2 separate regions of the Rattus norvegicus genome follow, and region 2 is linked to region 1. Evidence: chromatin contacts called from public Hi-C data. All regions are on one chromosome and are shown on one strand. The core of a region is the stretch at or near the end of the contact, and the rest is flanking DNA. Distances in the headings are between cores, read along the strand shown.

Region 1 (2,700 bases), core at 198-2,697:
TGGTGTTTTTGTGTCGGCAGGGGAAGCCCTAAGACCATAAGGCTCTGTAGCAGTGGTTCTCAACCTTCCTAGTGCTGCAACCCTTTAACACAGTCCTCATGTCCTGACTCCCAACCATGAAATTACTTCCTCGCTACTTCACAATTACAATTTTGCTACTGCTACGAATCATACTGTAAGTTTCTGATACGCAACCCCCGTGAAAGGGTTGGCCCACCCCAAAGGTATCGTCACCCGAGGGTTGAGAACCACCGCTCTGCAGTTACTCCTGCTCACCGTAGAAAGAAGTCGCTCTAACCAAAGCAGACAGCCGTCTACAGGCATCAGCCTAATAATTTAGAGAACAACTTGCTAGGCTGCCTATGGTTTGTGCATCTCTGTCTAGTTCATTGTTTCCAGCTTCTGAGGACCTTGAACTCCTCTGGAGACACTCATCAAACATTGCTGTTCGCCCATGTTAGTGATATTCACAACCAGAGGACAGTGTCCTTTCATGAAATGGGTACATATGCGTTACCATCTCATAGTGGGTGGTGTATGTGCCTTCATGCATGCATGTGTATGTTTGTGTGCATTTATACATGCATGCATGTGTGTGTACACATTCATGCATGTGTGTGTGTATGATAAGGCTTGCTTGCTAATGTTTGTGTACATTCATGCATGTATGTGTGCATTCGTGCTTGCATGTGTATATGTGTGTGCATTCATGCATGCATGTGTATGTGTGTGCATTCATGCATGCATGTGTGTGTACACATTCATTCATGTGTGTGTGTGCGCACGCTTGTGTATATGTGTGTGCATGTGTGTGTGTATATACATTCATGCATGCATGTGTGTATGTGTGTGTGCATGTTGTGTGTGGTGAGTCTTGCTTGTTACACAGCTGTTTCTTTTCTTCCTTGAATCTCCATTTAAAAAATAGTTAATGGCAAAGTATTAGAACATTGAAAATCTGTGAGTGGAGTAAAATGGTGCTGTGGTCCAGTAGTTGGGGCATTTGTGGTCCCCACGACTGTGCTGTGGGTTTGGGGATTAAGAGGAGTCAGAGTCGGGGCTGGGGATTTAGCTCAGTGGTAGAGCGCTTACCTAGGAAGCGCAAGGCCCTGGGTTCGGTCCCCAGCTCCGGAAAAAAAAAAAAAAAGAACCAAAAAAAAAAAAAGAGGAGTCAGAGTTTGCATTCGACTGAAGAGACTGAGGAGGGTTCCAATGAGCAGGGCTGTGTATTGCTTGGTGGGAACCCCAAATCAGTGAGAGAGACTAGGCCAGGCTAGAGGCATCAGATGGTCTGCATAGCCCTCTCTTCAGCTGCACACACCCTTAGTTGGAACCACCACTCACCACTCCATCGTCGGATAAACGGGAAGCAGATGGTACCTTTGGGAGACATGGCTGGCAGCCATGATTAGAGAGCCAACTGTATGACTCACGTTCCCTCCCTAAATAAGAATCGATGGTGGTGCCTGATGGCTGGGAAGGCTCCCACGGAAAGGAAGAGGGCAAGGAAATGTGGATTTACACCCCCAGGAAGGGCTTGACCTTTTGACGTTGCCTGGGACTACATTCTGTGCCCTGACCTAGCACACATGTGCCCTGGCCTAGCACACATGTGCACAGTCAAGTCCTCCCTAGTGGTCAGGACAGTCAGTGATACTACCCTTCTCATGGTAGAGGGTGGAATATCAGAAGTTCAAAGACAGCCTGGTTTACACAGTGAGTTCAAGACTAGCCTGGTCGACAGGAAACTTTCAAAAACACAAAACCCAATCTGTCCAACCAAGCAAGAAACCAATTCCCCTCCAGTGAACGATTGGCTTTCTCTAAATGAAGGTTTTTAGAGTCCAGGATCAGATTCTCTGTGGCTCAAAATCTGCCTTTTAGAACACCTTAGCACAGGGCAGTCTCAATGATGAGGCTCGATCCTGGGCTGGACCTGAGTGTCCACATTCCTCCCCATTCCTGGCAAGATGTCTCTACATGTTGACTTCACATTGTGCCTCAGTGACTAGACTTGGGGGCTAACCACACCTGTCTCAAAGTCTCTTTATCAATTCCTTTTAGGTCTAGGAAGGCAGCCAGGCCTTCCAGGAGTGAAAGCCTGAACCACAGCATCGACGGGTTAGCACACACTGCCCTCTTGTGTCTGCAACACACTTCACAGGCTGCTTTTCTGCTTTACTGAGACAGCCTCACAACTGCCCTAAGACTAATGGCAATCCTCCTGCCTCAGGTTCCCAAGTACTAAGATGACAAGCCAGAGGGTCCATGTATAGTTTGGAATTAATCCTTATCTTTTCTTGTCTCTTTTCAGTTTCATGTTGAAGCCTTTCACAGCCCTAAGGCTGTAAGCCTCAGAAGCAGAGGAAGAAATGAGCAGGAGTGGGGGTGGGGGAGAATTTGTATGTGGAGAGAGCATACACACTCACATGCTAATTTCCCAGGATGCCAGTCTAGGATTTTATGAAGTCGATAGTGACACCTATCTTTAGGGGACTGATTCCGAAAACTGGAATTGTGACCACAATGAGACCCAAGATTCCGCTCTCCAGATGAAAGACTACCACCATGGGGAGAAGGGTCTGTATCTAAAAGCTAGAGCATCAGAATGTGTCAGACGAGCTCCTAGGAAATGCTGGGCTTCTGAGCTGAGCTCTCAATTTCACCCTCATTTTCTGGAAGCCTTGGAAGGCGGTCCTG
Region 2 (2,700 bases), core at 28-2,527, 170 kb before region 1:
TTCTCATGGCGGGGACCCATTTGGACTGGGCTTGAAGTATCTCCAGGCAAGTGTCACGATCCCCACACTACGTTAGAGTTTCCAGAACCATTCTGACCAAAGACTGAGTTTTTGTTTATTGAAGTAAAATCAGTAAAACCATGCAATTGCCTCTGACTGGTGCTAATAGGTGCTAATTTGGCAGATTCTCAGACTGACTTTCCAGGTGGAATTAGATACTATCATAATCTCAGGGAGAGCCCCAGTCCTCTCATTTAAGTACCTTTAATAGACTCAATGTCCACAGAATAAAAACACTTCTGTAGTGAAAATGTACCTGTTCCATGGATAAATATATGGGTTTTGAGAAGAAGAGGAAGAGGAAGAGGAAGAGGAAGAAGAAGGAGGAGGAGGAGGAGGAAGAGGAAGAAGAAGAAGAAGAAGAAGAAGAGGAGGAGGAGGAGGAGGAGGAGGAGGAGGAGGAGGAGGAGGAAGAAGAAGAAGAAGAAGAAGAAGAAGAAGAAGAAGAAGAAGAAGAAGAAGAAGAAGAAGAAGAAGAGGAGGAGGAGGAGGAGGAGGAGGAGGAGGAGGAGGAGGAGGAGGAGGAGGAAGAAGAGGAAGAGGAGGAAGAGGAAGAGGAAGAGGAGGAGGAGGAAGAGGAAGAGGAGGAAGAGGAAGAGGAAGAGGAAGAGGAAGAGGAAGAGGAAGAGGAAGAAGCAAGCTCAGCTCTCTGCTTCCTAAAGCACTTGTTCTGGCCTGGAAATACAGCTCGTGTCCTCCCCTTCCCTAGTACTAAATGTATTCACCCCGTTCCAGCATCAATCGTGGGTCCAAACCAGCTCTAAGTCCCGGATCTCTTATCTAAATTGATTACAGATGAGACTCCTAGCTTCCTTCGAAACCTTGTTCAGAACTGTAACTAAAATCTACATTTCTGTCAACATTATCAAACAAACACCCAATGTTTCAAAAATACCTTTGACTTCTGCCCATTACCAAATCCCCAAACCTCCTCCACGTTTTATGTCCCGTTACAGCAGTGCTCTCTCTTACCAAAATTGGTATCAAACAGTTTCATTCCATTAAAATGAACTGCTGTTCCTGACATCCAAATAGCAGGCTCGATGATTCAACTAAAATCCCAGAAGACCTGTCCCGACACTACTAGCACTGCCGGGGGGTGGGGAGGACCATTCTTGGGGGGTCATATGGGAATGGGAAATATTGCAACAAGTGCTGACTCAAGTGATCTGAACAAAACATACTACTTATACTGAGTCATAAGAGGCTAGAATGCAGACACTACTTCCAGCTCTCTTAAAGGTACATCCAGTCCATTACACTGTGAAGTCTAGTCAAAGTCTCAGGCTCTTACAATGGAAGAGATATTTTTATCATGATGTCACATACCACAATACCACAGCTGGGTCAGACATTATAAGATTTTTGTTCTAGCAGCAATCCATACATTCCCGTAAACTCCTGAGTGGCCAGGCCCACATCATAGAAAGGTATCTCCAAACAGAAACGTAGCGTTACTCATATTAGATGGCACCCCAAGTCTTCTCCCTTTAACCCCATCTACTCCACACAAAAAGTAAGTAGGTGGGTTCGGTCCCCAGCTCCGAAAAAAAGAACCAAAAAAAAAAAAAAAGTAAGTAAGATCAATAAGACTCAAACATGTTAAGGAATTTGGGAAATATCAGTTCTTTAAAATTAAGTACAGCAGGAAAAAAAATCCTTGATGGTCCACATTATAGTAACATTTTTAGCTGGAATGCCTGTGAGTCAGAGTCCCAGACTACAGGACAGCAACCCAAAGCAGTACTAGGATAGGTGGGCCCTGGGCCACTGTTTTTCGTGCACCCAGCTTTTTCCTCAAGATTAAGAATTTACAGTATTAATCTAATTAAGAAAACAATCACAGCATTTGGTTATGGTGGTATTTTATCTACAGTCCCAATGACTTTTGTAGGAATAAGTTTAAAATTAATTAAAATCTGATACCTGTTCGAAGTACGATAATTCAAGCCTGAGGTTGAACATTCACTGAATTTTTCCACTTTTATAATTCTCCCATTAACTTTTTTAAAAAGCAGGAAAGGCCTAAGGATTTGAAACAGCCTTGACAAAGGATTGTTTGGATCTTTTATGCTCAAGAATATCATGTTTTGTGCATCTTCCTAGAGTCATTAATTTTCCATAGATTTGAAACTTTGAAACTAGTTCAGAGAGTCTGTGCCCATAGGCAGAACCCTGACCAATAAAATGAGTCCATGCTGTCTTTTGACAGTTAATGAAGGGACTAGCCCATTCTTCTAAGATCTTACAGGAAAGAGTTCAGAAATACCATGGACAAGATTGCCCCCCAAAGACATTTGGCTTTGGTAAGTGGCCAATCTAGCTTAGAAAGTGAACTTCTGTTTAATGCGAACAGTGCTTGAGGAAGTACCTGACATTGTCCTCATCCTCTGCACCCATGCGTGTATATTAAAAAGTACATATACCACATACATATACCACACGAACAGAAAGGAAAGGGGGCTGTCAGACTTAGGGTTTCTATTGCTGTGAAACAACACCATGACCATGGCAATTCTTCTTTTTTTTAAAGATTTATTTATTATGGTAAAGCATACAAGAAGAGGGCACCAGATCTCATTACAGATGGTTGTGAGCTACCACATGGTTTCTGGGAATTGAACTCAGGACCCCTGGAAG

What was found. Hi-C and Micro-C count contacts between places; a contact is called where the count stands out from the background.
Region 2: a Hi-C map of the A7r5 cell line shows a contact between it and region 1, with 2.9 times the contacts expected there. The contact joins two enhancer-like sites. A contact is called at or near these places in 11 of 12 Hi-C or Micro-C datasets (the A7r5 cell line, the Rat2 cell line, Schwann cells and 7 more) and 1 of 1 datasets of contacts at active chromatin or transcription factors (oligodendrocytes).

The regions. Positions count from the first base shown.
Region 1 is chr9:91,518,973-91,521,672 of GRCr8, reverse strand. No RefSeq gene overlaps it. Among named protein-coding and RNA genes, the nearest start is that of Tm4sf20, 20 kb to the right of the region's middle. Within about 2 kb of position 1,447, at least 12 of the 93 cell types and tissues checked have an H3K27ac peak or open chromatin away from gene starts, as enhancers often do. A contact at or near this core is called in the A7r5 cell line, where this site is marked.
Region 2 is chr9:91,687,723-91,690,422 of GRCr8, reverse strand. No RefSeq gene overlaps it. Among named protein-coding and RNA genes, the nearest start is that of Slc19a3, 58 kb to the left of the region's middle. Within about 2 kb of position 1,277, at least 10 of the 93 cell types and tissues checked have an H3K27ac peak or open chromatin away from gene starts, as enhancers often do. A contact at or near this core is called in the A7r5 cell line, where this site is marked.